2 separate regions of the Sus scrofa genome follow, and region 2 is linked to region 1. The links are chromatin contacts, called in public promoter capture Hi-C maps. All regions are on one chromosome and are shown on one strand. The core of a region is the stretch at or near the end of the contact, and the rest is flanking DNA. Distances in the headings are between cores, read along the strand shown.

What was found. Promoter capture Hi-C pulls out the DNA fragments that hold promoters and counts their contacts.
Region 2: a promoter capture Hi-C map of fetal skeletal muscle shows a contact between it and region 1, with 6 times the contacts expected there. The contact joins the promoter of DNAH3 here to the promoter of EEF2K in region 1. A contact is called at or near these places in 1 of 5 promoter capture datasets (fetal skeletal muscle) and 1 of 47 Hi-C or Micro-C datasets (retroperitoneal adipose tissue).

What each region holds. Positions count from the first base shown.
Region 1 is chr3:23,978,080-23,983,581 of Sscrofa11.1, forward strand. It overlaps EEF2K (eukaryotic elongation factor 2 kinase), which reads right to left and starts at 2,152. Exons shown (of 19, transcript XM_003124551.6): 1 at 1,801-2,152.
Region 2 is chr3:24,908,176-24,913,677 of Sscrofa11.1, forward strand. It overlaps DNAH3 (dynein heavy chain 3, axonemal), which reads left to right and starts at 2,985. Exons shown (of 66, transcript XM_021086503.1): 1 at 2,985-3,326. It overlaps TMEM159 (a long non-coding RNA gene), which reads right to left and starts at 2,652. Exons shown (of 8, transcript XR_002342386.1): 1 at 2,499-2,652; 2 at 252-280; 3 at 1-120.

The sequences.
Region 1 (5,502 bases), core at 902-3,401:
ATGGAGGTCCCATTGTGGTGCAGCGGAAACCAATCTGACTAGTATGCATGAGATGGGGGTTTGATCCCTAGTCTCGCTCAGTGGGCTGAGGATCCGGCGCTGCCCTGAGCTGTGGGGTAGGTCAGAGACACAGCTCAGAACCCAGGTTGCTGTGGCTGAGGTGTAGGCTGGCAGCTGTAACTCCAATTCGACCCCTAGCCTGGAAACTTCCATATGCCCCGAGTACAGCTCTAAAAAGCAAAAAAAAAAGTTTTAAAATCATTTCAATGACACATCCTTAATTAGCCTTAATCAAAAAAGCACACACACACAAAAACAAAACTTCCAAGCACAGAATGTACACAAAGCATCACATGCAAACTGAGACTATTTCAAGTGATCATCAGGCCCCTACTTCCTGCCTCCCCACACCCTGCAAAAGATAAGAACTTGGGACCCCAGCCTACACCCTGTCTTTAGGAAGAACACGAGGAGTTCCCATCGCGGTGCAGCGGAAACAAATCTGACTAGGAACCATGAGGTGGTAGGTTCAATCCCCGGCCTCACTCAGTGGGTTAAGGATCCGGTGTTGCTGTGAACTGTGGTGTAGACTGCAGACACACCTGGGATCTGGCTTTGCTGTGGCTTTAGGCTGGCGGCTACAGCTCCGATTAGACTCCTAGCCTGGGAACCTCCATATGCCGGCTGGTGTGGCCGTAAAAAGACAAAAAAAAAAAAAAAAAAAAAAAAAAAAACCAAACAAACAAACAAAAAAACGCAACATCAAAGAACTTGAGAGGAAAGGGAGGCGGCAATCCCAACCATGTTACACCTGAATTCCCGTCATCAAGCAATATATTTGTTGAATACACACGTGAGCCAAAAGAATGAATGTGAGGTGTTGTGGAGCCCACAGAGGGAGAAGACACCTGCACAACTCCACCCCTATACCCTTCCTCCTCCCACTGGCATCCTTTCCAGCTCAGCTCAAGCATCACTTTCTTCAGGAAGTCTTGCCCAATAACCTTCCCCCCAACACACACACACACAGCGTTTGCTCTCCGCTCTCACCTGCTCGCTCTATATTCCCACAGTTCCGGGTATCTGCCCTTGGCTCATTCTGAGCCTCAAGTTCCTCCTCCGTAAAATCAGAGGGGGTGGACAATGTCCTGGCTGATGGGCCCCAAGGCAGGCAGCTTCCAGGGTGGAGGTCCCAGAAGTCAGGCTCTCACACCGCGTCCCCACGGGGCAGACGGAGCAGCCCCCCTCCCTCTCACTAGCCGGACAACCAGGCTGGTTCCCCGCGTTCCCCCAGGCCCGCGGAGCGGATCTAGGCCGGGACTCACCCGGTAGGCTCCCGCCCCCGCGTCGCCGCCCGCATATTAATGCCCAGTCTCTTGGCGCACACGTCCCCGGAGACTGCCAACACCCGAACTCCCGCAGCCAACAATGCAGCAAGGGCGCGTCTACACTGTCCTCGGGGTTCTGGGAATTAGGGCCTCTTGTTCGGGGGCCGGGGAAGGGGACGTGGCTCTGGGCCCTGCAGGGGAAGGAAGGCAGGGCTGTCCCCACCCTCTGCGGGCCCCGAGGCGCCCCGGCTGGCGGCCCCCAAGCTGCCTCTCCCACACCATCACGTGCCGAGTAGTTTTCCTATAGTCACTGCCGTGAATCTGCACGACGGCCCCATTTTACAGAAGCAAACACTGAGCCCCGAAGAGCCTAACCCTCACCCGTCCCTTCCGCCTGGGTCCTCACTTTTAAGCCCCAGCCTGTTTGCAGCGCCCGATCCCGGCTCTCAGAGCCAACCGCCACCCCACCTACCTGCTCCGGGCGGACAGGCGAGGCAGCCGCTGCTCACGGCCGCGAGGATCCAGAGGAGCTGGCAGAAGCTCGTGGCCCGGTGCTCCAGGGTGCAGGGCGGGCGGGCCCCCCGAGAGCGCCGGGGAGCGGAGAGCCGGGCGCGCAGGCGGGCGCTCCAAGGAGGCAGCTGCGGCCGCCGGACCGATCCCGGGGCGCAAGGGGGCACGCGGGGCTGCTGGAAGGATCCCGTGTGCTGGGGGCGCGTTCCAAGGGCGCGGGCGCAGACCACTGTCTGCGGAGCTGGGGCGGCTGCAGCGCTGGGTGTGCGGGCGGCGGATCCCCACTGGAGCCGAGCTGGAGCTGGGGCTTGGGTAGGAGGAGGCAGGCAGGGGCGGGGCCACGGCCGGGCGGGCACTCGGTGCATCGTTCACGTGGCCGCCCTCCCGTGGCCGTCACCGCTTTTGCAGCCGCCGCGTGGACCTGCCGGCGCTCCGTCCCCAGCTCCCCAGCCTGCTGAGTATACGGCTTCAGGGCCCATCGGGTGGGGAGGGCCTGGCACTGACCCGCCAAGGGACAGCCAACTCCTCCCTTGCGCACCGCACCTTACCATCCTCCATAGCTGGCTGCCTCGTTCTGTATTCAAGTCCTTTCCAAAGAGTGATCGCATGTCGTCGTTGGTACTTCTCTAAGCATAACCTTAAAATATTTTTATCAAGAATGGATCGCCCCCCCATCCCACCCCGGATTTCTGCTTCGTAAAAACTTAGGCGCTTATGACTACGGCAATCATGTGTATAATTTTTCTATTCTTTATTTTTGTCTTTTTAGGGCCCCACCCACTGGCATATGGAGGTTCCCAGGCTAGGCCTCTGAGCCGAGCTAAGGCTGCTGGCCCACGCCACAGCCACAGCATCGCTGGATCTGAGCCACGTCTGCGACCTACACCACAGCTCACGGCAATGCCAGATCCTTAACCCACTGAGTGAGCCAGGGATCAAACCTGCCACCTCATGGTTCCTAGTTGGATTTGTTTCCGGGGCGCCACGTCAGGAACACTAACTTTTAAATGTTTTCAATTTATAATGTTGTGCCAATTTCTGCTGTACAGCAAAGCAACCCAGTCACACATGTACATACATTCTGTCTCTTATATCATCTTCCATGGTGTCTATCTCAAGAGACTGGATACAATTCTCTATGCTATACAGTAGGAATGTGTATAATTGTTTAATATCATCTCTAGAGGTCCCTGACCTGCCTAGTACATTGCTGTCTGTATTCCTGTTAGCACATGGCCTGGCACATAGTAAGTGCTTAATAAATGCCTGTGATATGAATGAATAGATATGAAAAGTTATAAAGAAGAAAAGGCAATAAAACGAATGATAACTACTGTGCACACATGGATATTCTTCCAGATAAACCTTCTAGGGAAATTTTAGAAATTTCACAACTCTTAGAAATAAAAGTAACAGTGATGTTTATCGAGTGATTTATCTCATTCCTCTTCACACCAACCCTAGAGGTAGGTCTCACTAGCTTTACTCTACAGATCATAAAAATGAGGCTTTAACAAATACCGTAGGATGTCGCTTATATCTGGAATCTAATATACGGCACAAATGAAGCTTGTCACAGAAAAGAAATGCATGGACTTGGAGAACAGACTTGTGGTTACCAAGGTGGGGGAGGGAGTGGGATGGACTGGGAGCTTGGGGTTCATAGATGCAAACTACTGCATTTGGAGGGGATAAGCAATGAGATCTTGCTGTGTAGCACAGAGAACTATATCTAGTCACTTGTGATGGACATGATGGAGGATAATGTAAGAAAAAGAATATACGTGTGTGTGTATGTGACTGGGTCGCTTTGCTGTACAGTAGAAAATTGACAGAACACTGTAAACCAACTACAATGGAAAAAATAAAAATGATTTTTAAAAATGAGGCTTTAGAGATACATTTGCCCAGCAGATGTCCAAGGTGGCTCTTCTTGGTAAAGGGCATCTTTATTTCAGGGCTCCTGCTGGTTTGGGGTTAAAAAAAGAGAGAGAGAGAGAAATTTGAAGGACCCCCCCTCTTCTCCTGCAGGTAGGATGGAGGGACGGCCCCATGCGGAAGCAGCCAGGTGATTTGAGAAGGATGGGGAAAAGCTCCCAGTTGGGTGATGGCTTGTGGGGGCTGTTTAAACAGTTTGTGGTGGGATGTGAGACATAGCCCCCTCCCTACACCCCAAAGAGTTCTTTGGTCAAAGCCTGGAATGGTGTGACCAAATTCTCCCATGGAACTGGAGGGAGTGCTGAGTGTTCAGGTGAGTCCCAGGCAGACACAGAGAAACAAGTGTGGGCAGGCCAGAGACAGAGCTGCTATCTAGGTATCCATGTAGGCTATTTACATTTTCCTAACAAGAGTAGACTCTTATCTATTGCTCCTTGCTTTCCCTGAACACTAGCTTGTAAACATGTTTCTGTTGTCAAGGGCCACCTGTCATTTGTAACGCCTGCTTTGATGCACCTTTTTGGGGTTGTCATAAGAGCTGATATTTACAGGCCATTCACTTTGTGTCAGGCACAGTGGTAACCACTTTACAGACCTTCTCTCTTTTAATTCTCATCACGACCCTCTTATTTTGCCCACTTTGTACACAAGGAGGCGGGAGACAGGGTGAGTGACCCTCCCAAGGTAACAGAGTTAGTAAGTGGCAGAACCAGGATTGGACCCAGGTCCAGGTATATACGGACCCCTCCAGCGTCCTGTCCCTAAGCCTTGCCTCTTCCGTTTTTGTGGACCCTAAAAATGCAGGTCCCACTGGGAGAGTGAAGTTCTTCAGTTTACCAGCAGCCAGGGCCTCTGCAGGGACTAGGTTCAAGTTTATGAGGCTTGGAGAACGGGTGACAGAGAGGTAGCATTTCACAAGGTGATGAGGGGAATGAAAAAAAAAAAAAAAAAAGAAGAAAGAAAGAAAGAAAAAAAAGGAATGGTCCTGAGACCCATGGCTGAGTGTTTTACCCTTTGGCGTCTATGCTACAAGTTTCTGAAAACACAAGACCTGAAAGACATATATCATTCTGGTTTGAACTGTTGGCTCCTTTACTTACCTTGAGAAAACTCCTCTGGCTTTTTGGCAAGAGTCAAAATTGCACCATACACCCACAGCATGTGGAGGCGCCCAGGCTAGGGGTGGAATTGGAGCTGTAACCATGCTGGATCTGAGCCATATCTGTAACCTACACCACATCCTTCATGTACTGAGGGAGGCCCAGGATCGAACCTGCACCTTCCTGGTTCCCAGTCGGATTCCTTAACCACTGCGCCATGACAAGAATTCCTATATTCTGTCTTTTAAGGAACCTCCATGGTGGTTGTACCAATTTACATTCCCACCAACAGTGTAGTTTTCTCTACCCCGTCTCCTGCATTTACTGTTTGGGGACTTTCTGTTGATGGCCACTCTGACTGGTGCGAGGTGATACTTCTTTGTGGTTTTGACTTGCATGTCTCTAATAATTAATGATGCTGAGCATCTTTTCATGTGTTTTTTTGGCCATCCGAAAAAGCACTTTCTTTGACCAAAGCATTGTCAGAGTTTCACTGGGTAGAGAAATGAAAGGTGGTTTTATTTTCTAATTTGTGCTTTGCTTTCTTAGCTTAGAGTCTCAGCAAAAACAGATATGACTTTAGCAAAAGTTATTTTTAACGCTCAGTTAAAAAAAAAAATAAAACC
Region 2 (5,502 bases), core at 1,735-4,234, 930 kb after region 1:
GGGGCTCCTCTTTCGCCATCTGGAAACCTACTTCGGTCTCTTTAGGAATTAATTCTACCAGTAAGCTCGTCAGTGCAGGACACAGCCAAATCTCTCATGTCACCTTGTCTCTTGCTGTCACTGGAGGAAATGAAAAGTATCTTAAACCATTAGTGGTCTTCACCCAACTGACCCAACAAGAGTGTCTATCTCACACACTGATGGTGGGCATGAAGACAGAGGATGACTTGGCAATTTCAAAGTGTACACACCTTGATCCAACAAGCTATTTTCTAGGAATCTGAAAGAAATAATCAAACAGTTATATCAAAACATGCCAAAAGGATGTGCAGTGCATCTCTATTTATAACACATAATAAATAGCAAAACAATAGAAAGAAGCTGTCTACTAATAAACAGTGAATAAATACACACAGTGGAGATCTGTATAGCCATCAAAATGAGAACGTAGATATTTGGTGAAATAAAAATATATTTATGATGTGAAAAAAATATAAAATACTACATCTTGTTACATATTTTATTTCTATATACCCATAGTAAAATAAAGATCTGGAAGGATATATAACATGTTAACAGTATTATCTCTGAGACTTTATGTTTATCTTTTTTAGCCTCAAAACATGCTGAAAAGAGTATGGAAGAAAGTAAGAAAGCTGAATACACTCCTTCAAGTCTTATTGCCTTGTTTTTTCTGTTTTGTTTTGTTGCCAAAAAGTCCTTCTCAAACAAGTGACAGCCAATTTCTTTATTTACTATCACCACTAAACAGGTTGGCTAACAATTATACTGTGCCATAAATTATTCTCTGTTTACTTGTGTGTAAGTCTCTTCTCCATAACAAGAGAGGAACCTCAGGGGCAGACTGCCACAATTATACCCTGTGACTTGATAACCTGGAATTTCCAGGACTGTTCCAATCTCATGTAATTATTTATTTTTAATAAAAGCTATGTGTTGTTAGATATTAATCTTTTAAATGCTTTTTTATTTTCATACAAACAAATATATTGTTCTTACTTTATTATTTCCCAGAACAACTGTAGGGCTGGACATAGAGATATCTTTTCCATTTCTTCCTTAAAACTGATCTCCTGACCCATACCACAAATGCCTAAAAGATTCTGCCACAGTGAACAAAATTAAGAGATACATTTATTTACCACACTGAACATCCCACATGCTAATCATGTGAGATGGGAAGAGGTAGCACCTAATATCTACAGGGTCTAGAAGCAAATTAAAGTACATTTTAATCACCCTGGGTAGAGATTCTCTGCTATAATCCCTTTTGTGAAAAAGGAATCCCCTGAACAGAGGAGAACTAACCCCTCTCTTCCCATATTGTCTCAGAAGCTGTAGTTGGCACCGACTTGAATTTGCGATGCCCCCAGTACTCAGTTCCTCTAATCTCAAATCTGCAACAGGCAGAAACAAGCCCAGCTCCCTTTAATGGTCTCCCAGGGCCTTGGGAACCCAAGGTCCACTCGGACCGGTTTGGGGAGTCTAATGGGGCAAGAGTGGGTAGAATCCCACAGACACAGCAATTCCCAGATCCCCTAGTCACTTACTCCTCGGATGGGCCTCCGCAGGCACTGAGAAGTCTCCGGAGGGAAGATTTAACCCCTTACACTGCGTAGGACACAAGTTCCCCGCCTTCTCCGCGCCTTCCGGGCTGAGCCAGAACACCAGCTAACCCACCCTCGCTTCTACAGCCCGCCGCCCCTCCACGACAAAAGCCCCCAACTCTTCCATCCCTGCCCCTCCCGGGGCAAACGGAAAACCTAAACGTTCCGGCTGGGGGGAGGGGGGGCTCCGCATCCAGGGCTGGAGGAAGGAAACCTGGGGGCAGCCTCGAGGGGATCCAGGCCTCCCGCTCCTCACGTGGTTCCAATCTCCCCGCCTTCGAAGACGCGAAAGGGGGCAGGCGCCCAGTTTCTTAGGATCCAAAGGGAGGGGGGAAGGGGGATGATGAAGGTAGAGAAGGGGGTCTGCACCCGAAAGGGCACCGAGGCAGGGAAATGGGAGCTCAGGAGGGAGTCGAGTACCTAGTCATTAATTTGGGGAGAATAATCCACCTTTGGAACTTGGAGTTCCTACCAGCACTGACGGGAAAGGTGGGTCCACGTTAGAGAAGAACCTGATAAGGAGGAGGGCATCTGTGTTCATTAATTCTAAAGAGGGGGTTTGGAGACTTCCCAACCAGGTTTCCCAAGAAAGGGCAGGGTCTCCGGGCTGGGATAGGGAAGACAAACCTTTCACAAAACGTAGCAGGTGTGGATAAAGCGTGTGTGTGCGTGCGTGTGTGTGTGCGTGTCTGTCCCCCGAGGGCTCGGAGGGATGGGACAATAACCAAACCGCAGACTGAAGGGTTTAAGTCCTGGGACGCCAGCTACCTTCTCAACCCACCGCCCCCGCGCTCTGCCGTTCGTCCCGCCCCGCGAAGTCTAGCCAGTCAGGGCCCTCAGTTTCCCCGCGCCCCAGCAGCCAGCTCTCACCTGCTCCTGTCAGCCGCACCTCTTATACTCTGCAGGCGGAGCAGAGTGTGCCCGGAGCGGGAAGAGGAAGCAAAACGCAGGAAAGAGGAGCGGGAAGAGGAAGCGAGAGGCGGGGCGAGGAGCTGGAGCTCGCGCCCTCCCACCCCCTCCGCGGCCCCGCCTCGCACCTCCCTTCCCCTCCCCTCCCTCCCCTCCGCGGCCCGGCCTCGCGCCTCCTCGCCCCTCCCCTCCGCTCCGCGGCCCCGCCTCGCGCCTCCCTTCCCCTCCCTCCCTCCTCTCCGCGGCCCGGCCTCGCGCCTCCTCGCCCCTCCCATCCGCTCCGCGGCCCCACCTCGCCCCTCCCCTCCCCTCCCCTCCCTCCCCTCCCTCCTCCCTCCCCTCCCTCCCCTCCGCGGCCCGGCCTCGCGCCTCCTCGCCCCGCCCCTCCTCTCCGCGGCCCCGCCTCGCGCCTCCTCGCCCCGCCCCTCGGCTCCGCGGCCCCGCCTCGCGCCTCTCCTCTGCTCTGCTCTTCTGGGCTCACCGGGCCCAAGGTCCCAACGACCACGCGGAGGCGCTGCAAGCTGCGGCGTGGCGGCCAGAGCATAGCGCCGGGTGGCCACAGCAAAGTGCGCGGAGTCCCTCAGCCTTTCGGAGCTTCTCGGACGGGCGTTGAGTGAGGAGCTCGTGAGGAAACTGAGGCTCTGAAAGAGCTGCCCTTCCACCTCAGGCAGGTGGACTGGCGCGTGAGAATGGGCTTTCTCAGGATCATAGGGCTTCCGCTGCCTAAATACCATGAACCAAGTCTTTTGGAGGCATCTCTGGAGCTCAAGACAGACAAGTGACAGTGACGTAAGTACGACTTTGACTGGAAGGTTTTAACTGCTACTTTTCAAATGCAAATGTCATGACCCAGCGACATCCTTAAAAATGGGTTAGATTAGTGTTTCCATTTTATACATGAAAAAGTCTAATCCCAAATCCTCCGTTTCAAATCAGAGCCAGAACACATGGTCCCTGACCCGAAATCCAACCCATACAGCAGGGTTTCTCAGCTGGACATCACTGCTGATATTTTGGTCAAGAAGATTCTGTGTTGAGGGGGCTGTCCTGTGTATTGTAAGATGTTTAGCAGCATCCACGGCCTCAACCCACTAGATGCCAGTAGTACTTTCCTTCCTAGCAGATGACCAAAAATGTCCCCAAACATTAGCAGATGTCCCCTGGGGGGCACAGTTGTCTAGGTTGAGAACAACTGCCATAGGACATACTGGTAAAGACCATGAACTGGGGTCCAGCAGTCCCGGGCTGTGGTCCCAGGTCAGACTTTTACTGTGTAACCTTAGAGGAATTATCTCTCTGAGCTCAGCTTCGTCTGTGAAAGGGAGAGGGGGATAGACTTGAGGACTCAGGCCCTTTCCATCCAGGGACCTGTTTTCATCCATCTCTCCTCTGTGACTCGTGTCCATAGCAACCTGGAAAATAACTCTTTAGGAAAGAGAAAAGCAATCACAGGTTTGTAGTTAGGGCTGGTGAGTACAATAATGGCTGTGAAGAACTTAGCACCTATCTGGCACATAGAAGGGACTAAAAATATTTAATGTATTTGTTTTTCCTCCCTCATCATATCAAGTTTTCCTAGTTTATTTATTTTTATTTTTTATTTTTTTATTGTGGTATAGTTGACATATAACAAATATCAGGTGTGCAACATAATGATTTGATATTTGTGTACATTGCAAAATGATCACAATAAGCCTAGTTAATGTCTGTCATCATGTATAGCGTTTTTTTTTTCCTTGTGGTGAGAACTTTTAAGATTTACTCTCTTAAAAACTCTCAAATATGCCATACAGTATTATTACCTATAATTGCCATGCTGTCTATTAATCCCCCTGACTTACTTATTTTATAACTGGAAGTCTGTACCTTTTGATTTCCTTCACTGACTTTGCCCATCCATCAATGATGTATTACTTCTACCAAGTAGTATTTCCAGAAATAATTAGGCTGGTGGATAGAGAAATAAGTTTAGGGGTCATAATAATAATAAGCTTAGGGTCCTCTCTTCCTCCACCACATCCAGGAAAGAGGGAGCTAGTGGTGACGATAGGAGGACATAGGCAGAAATGTCTTCCTAAATTCTCATGTTTCAGGCAGTCATGTCTGGTTTCATGCCTTTTTTCAACTGCAGTATGATGGATGCCCCCCCAGGAAAGGGTTGGTTGTTTTTTTGTTGATTTTGTTTTTCTTTAAAAGAAAACATTGCAACCCTCCTTCCCTGATGGGTGTCGCTTTGCAAAGCTGAATTGGGGCCTCCACTTAAAATTGTGTTCAAGGGTGCCATCTAGGGGGAACCTCTGTGAATCCTCTAATTCCTTCTACCTGTGGCTTTTTTGTAGCGTCCACCAGATTTTGCTTTCTTGAGTTTTTGGCTGCTTCCTCTACCACATTACATATTTCCTGATGGTTGGAATCTTAATATCTCTCCATAGCACAAGGACTTGGCCCTTGCTAACCATTCGATGGGTCAATAAAATAAATCCATGTGCAGCCTCGTCTACATCTTTCCACAATTAGTTACCCTGGCTAAGCCACTATTTCAAGCCTCAGGAAAGATCCTCCAGAAGCATTGGATTCTGAATAAGAAATATGAGAAAATTTCCAGTAACAGATTGAAACTTTAAGCTATGAACATCACAAAAATGGGAACAATCTGGAACATAGCTAACCTCTTGTCCCCATATTGCAGATTTAGCAAATAAAAATACAGGACTGCCAGGTTCAACTTGAATTTCAGATGAGCAACAGGTAACTTTTCAGTGTGTGTCTCAGATATTGAATGGAACATACTTATACTGAAAAATCCTTTGTTGTTTACCTGAAATTCTAATATAATGGGGCATCCTGTATTTTATCTGGAAATCGTTATGTACTTGAATTTGGTTACAGGATTTTTTTTTTTTTTCTTTTTAGGGTTGCACTTATGGCATATGGAAGTTCCCAGGCCAGGGGTTGAATTGGAGTT